2 separate regions of the Danio rerio genome follow, and region 2 is linked to region 1. Evidence: chromatin contacts called from public Hi-C data. All regions are on one chromosome and are shown on one strand. Each heading gives the region's core, a stretch centred on a gene start, on an enhancer-like site or on the middle of the called end of the contact. The rest is flanking DNA. Distances are from core to core; before and after follow the strand shown.

Region 1 (2,700 bases), core at 165-2,664:
ATGCATGAAAGAACTCTTAACTCCCTCTCTACTTGAATTTTTTTAAAATCTTTTTTTGTGACATTTTTTCTTTCTTAATTTGAAAGAGTAAATATACTGTGACTATGAAATGCCAAAATAATGCAAAAGCAACATGATGATCATCAAAAGTTCTCTGCACTAAAAGACTGATATTGTTTTAATGGAAAGACCCAATTCCACCAACACATAGTCACTGTATAAGAGAAGTGATGTCTCGTCTTTAGTTGGAGAAAATAAGGCATTCTATCAAAAGGTCTGTTGAAACATTTTGTAAGGTCTCGCAGTCTTTTGTAACTCTTGTGATGGAAATGGACGCACAACATATGACAATGTGAGAAAAAAGGAACTTGTGTCATATTTACATTTTTTATTTTCTGCATGGACATTTGATTATGTATTGTTCCTAAGTCTGGTGTTCTGGGAAAGGGGTGTTTTTTTTTTGTTTGCTATGTGTAACGTGAAAAACAAATTTAATAAACCTTTTAAAAAAGTTCTCTGCACTTTATAAAAAAAAACAATATTTTAACAGAACTTTTTTCCCAATATCAGTTTGTACTTCACCTCTAACCGTAAGTGGCAATGCCCATCCCTAAAAACAAGTTCTTTCAAGAATAATACTTACAGGTTGATTTATTTGTAGATTAGAGAGTCTGGGAACATTTCACCTCATTTTGAATCACTTCTAACCAAACACCTAAACAAAATTCTTCTTGCCTTATTTATTTTAGTTGAAATTTGTTGGAATTTTTACTTAAATCAGCCAAACTGACTACTAAAAAGAATACGGTAAAATTTGTACAACTAAAAACAATTAGTTCAAATCCTATTAAATTCAGTCAAAATAACAAAAGCATTTGTTGTCAAGACTTTTTGTTATATAATTTTTCACAGTGAAGTATTTAAGCACTTTTTCTCCTCTTTAAAAAAGAGGAATTAGAGGGAGAATTCAGGTATAACATTTCTTTATACAAGTAATATGTGCATATACAATAGTAGAGATTTGAGCTGCAGCCTTATTTAGATCAAAAACAATGCATAGCTGAAACAAAAAGGTCGTATGTCTGAATTAGCACAGCATCATGCTAGAAAATTTGTCAGGTCAAGGCTACAGACTGACCTTCTGTCTATATATTTTAGCTGTCCGAACTGATGCCCAATCAGCCAACACCCCTTGGCTGCTTTTAACAAGATAGATGAACAGCCTGGTCACTATGCCTCTGTGTCATTTGAGTCACCGGGAGCCAATCCAGACAGAGTCCCGGCCAGCACATGCTTTAGCCTCGCATCTGCACGTTCGTCCCGGTATCCCAAACTTCACTCTACCTATGACATTTTAGCACCAGAGCAGTTGAGGCCAGGGCTTTCATAGCTGTGAAATCTGATACACTGCTTGCAGAAGTGACAAGCACCGAAACACCCAATGCCCTCTCTGCCAGTTTAGGCCCTGCTGAGTCACTGCCTCTATTTAAACCAGCTGGAGAAAGCATGGCATGTCTCATGGGTTTATTATTAATACGGCCACTGCAAGGCATTGTTTAATGCACTTCAGCACATTTATGAAGACTTTAGAAATCAGCGCCCTTTCACACGACACCACTGTCAAATACAAATAGAAAGGTTTCGAAAGTTTAAGGAGGGAGGGAGGGAGAACTCTGCCAACCAATCGGAACACCTAGATTTTAGAAGTACAGGAGACAGCAAATAGAAACAGAAAGGGGAGGAGGGAACAACAGAGCAACACCCCCAGGCATGTAACAGGGTGGCACGGTGGCTCAGTGGTTAGCACTGTCACCTCATAGAAAGAAGGTTGCTGGTTTGAGTCCTGGCTGGGTCAGTTGGCGTTCCTGTGTGGAGTTTGCATGTTCTCCCCATGTTCGCATGGGTTTCCTTACGATGTTTTCCCCATGCACTCTTAATGAATTGGATGAACAAAAATTGGCTCTAGTGAATGAGTGTGTGTCTGTGAATGCAAAATGGTATGGGTGTTGCAAGGGCATCCGCTGTGTAACAGATATAATGGAATAGTTGGCGGTTCATTCCGCTGATCAATAAGGGAGTAAGCTGAAGGAAACTAAATGACTGAAGGAAAGTTTTAATAAAATAAATTAAATTAAAGGGTTAGCCCACCCAAAAAAGAACATGGCGTTTTTAATTACTCACCCTTGTGTGGCTCCAAAGGCCTGAGACCTTTGTCCATCTTCAGTACATAAAAGTTAAGGTGTTTTAGATGAAATCTAAAAGCTCTCTCATCCTCCATAAATAAAAATGCTGGGTTCTACACAATCGATTTGTCTAGGGACAGCATACAAAAATTAATTTATTTTATTAGTTTTTACAAATGTGGATTGGACATTAAACAATCAAGTTGTCAAAACAAAATACCTCAAGAATTTTTTTTCAGCTCATTTTAAATAAGTGTGGCAAACATATATTTTTTATTCTATTAGTTCAACAGGAAAATTATCAAGCTACGAGAATCCTTTTCTGTGCACATAAAACAAAAATAAAAATTTTATTCAACAGTTTCTTCTAATCAGAGAGCGTTCATAAGCACTGTCCAGTGGTGTATAACTGGTTTACCGTGGTTTGAGAAAGTCAATGTTCTAAAAGCGTTAAAATTTTGTTATACCATTTCTACAGTATATGCAAGTTTTTTTTTATTTTACGTGTTTTGACTAA
Region 2 (2,700 bases), core at 118-2,617, 41 kb after region 1:
GTGTCCATGTTGCTGAGCAAGGTACAGTTGTTGAATTATCAGCCCCACTGAATTATTAGCCCCCTGTTTATTTTTTCCTCCAATTTCTGTTTAATAGAGAAATTGATGGAGAAAATTCAACACATTTCTAAACAAATAATAACATTATTTCTAAATAGTTTTAATAACTCATTTCTAATAACTGATTTATTTTATCTTCACTATGATGACAGTAAATAATATTTGATTAGATATTTTAAGACACTTCTGTACAGCTTAAAGTGACATTTAGAGGTTTAACTAGGTTAATTAAGTTAACTAGGCAGGTTAGGGTAATTAGGCAAGTTATTCTATGACAATGGTTTGTTCTGTAGACTATTAATATATACCTTAAAGGGGCTAATAATGTTGAACTTAAAATGCTTTTTTAAAAATTAAAAACTGCTTTTGTTCTAGCCGAAATAAAACAAATAAGACTTTCTCCAGAAGAAAAAATATTATCAGACATACTGTGAAAATGCCCTTGCTCTGTTAAACATCATTTGGGAAATATTTAAAAAGGAAAAAAAATCAAAAGAGGCTAATAATTCTCACTTCAACTGTATATAAACAATGTGAAGACTATATTATAATTAGCTGAATCATAGAAAAGCTGAATAAAGATCATGTCTAGGGTCGAACCAGGATTGCAATCTTTTTTTGATAAATCACACAGCCTTCGTTGCCATAATTTTGCATCATTTTTATAGATAAAAAACCCAGATAACATGTTTGAACTTAAATTTTCAAAAAAAAAAATATTTTTAAATCCCAAAATTATATTTCCAACATCAAGTCACAAGTTTTCAGAGCAACAATGAAAAAAATCAAGGTTCCATATTGCAATTTAAAAAGTCCACAGTAAAAAAAAAAAAAAAAGTATAATATAATATTATTTGGCTGGTCATTATTATTATATTACTTATTTTTTGACTCTGCACAGTACAATGTACGAATTAACATAAAAGGACCGTTCATCTCATGATATTAAACAGAGAAAAAAATAATCAGTAATAAAAATTATGAATTTAATCCTTTTTAAAATAGGTGCACAATTGAAGAAGATAATAAATAAACAAATGCATGCTAGCCATTCAAAAGCATAAATCAATGAACCCCCTTACAACCAATGCCAACATCATTATCATTTTTTTTTTTTTGCAATCACAGTGAGGTTTGCGGTTCCAGAGGTGCTCATTACCGACATTCATATCCTCCTGGCCATTAATAAGTATGAAGAGCCCCCTCTGTAACCCATCTTAGTGGTCATCATCAGTGTACTATATTCACAGCCTTCTTAGGGAGAGTTAATCCATCTCCGCTGCATTGATGCTCAGAGAAACAGAGTCACTTGGGAATGTCTGTCTGGGGCCACAGAGGCTCTATTGCCACAGAATAGGGGGACCAATGGGACACCAATTAACAGAGTCTCAGAGGAGAAAGAAAAGAGAACAAGATGGAGAGAAGGTGAAAGAGGGTTACGGTGAGACTTTTCACTGTTGTGCGAGGCCATTAGTCAAGGAAAGCCCACAGGCCAGCGTTCTGTGACCGCATAGTAAGGTCTGCATATCTAAACTGCTTGATTGATTGTATTGTCACTAAATGTAAACCGTATTATCACCAAGCTGCTGATTGCAACCATAAGGCTTAAAGATATTAGCATATTTTAAACATTAGGATACTGGTTTTCCATAAAGTGGTTTGGAAAACAATGTGTGTTGTTTACAAACTCCATACAAATAGCATTTTAATTGAATTTGAGTATACACATACATAAGGCACACAATGAGGTTTGGTTTAAGTTTAAACACAGGACTGTGTGATGGGTTGTATTTAGTATAAGGATGAACAGTTTACTTGGACCATATGTGTTTGTTATATTTATTTATTGGCTTGATTCTGATTAGGCGTAGGTTTTAAACAGATTAAGGCACTTTTTTTGGTCTTCAATAGAAACATTTTACAATACTAGATATTCCAACATAGGCTCATTCTGAAAACGTAGCCCTATATACATTTCTGGAGATCGTGAATTATGTAGCAAGTACGTATGCCTGGATTTCATCTTTAAAACGAATGCTACGGGCCAGTATGATGCTGTTCCTTTTCGCGCTTACCAGCTAACCACTTACCTCTATGTGGACGCCTTTCCCACTGTTACCAGTTTGTCCAGTAGCTCGACATGTACAGTATCTCTGCGGACTTGAGATGCAGTGATGGGGTTTGAGTTCGGGGAAGAACAGTTCCAGAAAACGGGTAAAACAAAAACAGAAGCCAAAAAATAAAATAAACAACTAAATAACAGTGTGAGAATGTGGTAAAATCTGAAAACAAGGTAAAAATCAGGGGACGGCTTTTCTTTTTCTGAATTGCTTTTTAAAACACAATTGGTTGGGTTTAGGGAAGTGAGTGGGCCAGTCAATCGGTCAGTCAGTCTTTCAGTCAGTTGACTGCGGCTTCCGATGGATTTACGTGAGAAAAGCAGGTGCAAATGCCACTTGCGAAAGTAATTTGAGATCTGAAAAAGTGTACACAGCGGCCTCTGGTGGATTTGCAAAAACAAAAACTGCAAAAAACGTACCTCCTGGGACGTAATTGTGCTCTTCAGAAATGTATATAACAGGACGTTTTCAGAATGAACCTGGGTTGAGATTCAAATGTGAAATTATAATGAAAATAAAA

The links. A called contact is a pair of places that touch in the nucleus more often than the background predicts.
Region 2: a Hi-C map of embryo shows a contact between it and region 1, with 2.1 times the contacts expected there. The contact joins two enhancer-like sites. A contact is called at or near these places in 7 of 18 Hi-C or Micro-C datasets (caudal fin, embryo, hematopoietic stem cells and 1 more).

What each region holds. Positions count from the first base shown.
Region 1 is chr6:50,635,532-50,638,231 of GRCz12tu, forward strand. All of the region lies in intron 4 of LOC141386355 (a long non-coding RNA gene), which reads right to left. Among named protein-coding and RNA genes, the nearest start is that of slc2a1b, 11 kb to the left of the region's middle. Within about 2 kb of position 1,415, at least 12 of the 62 cell types and tissues checked have an H3K27ac peak or open chromatin away from gene starts, as enhancers often do.
Region 2 is chr6:50,676,099-50,678,798 of GRCz12tu, forward strand. The region is part of intron 2 of LOC141386356 (a long non-coding RNA gene); the gene reads right to left. It also overlaps a transcript of phc2b not described here. Among named protein-coding and RNA genes, the nearest start is that of phc2b, 8.5 kb to the right of the region's middle. Within about 2 kb of position 1,368, at least 3 of the 62 cell types and tissues checked have an H3K27ac peak or open chromatin away from gene starts, as enhancers often do.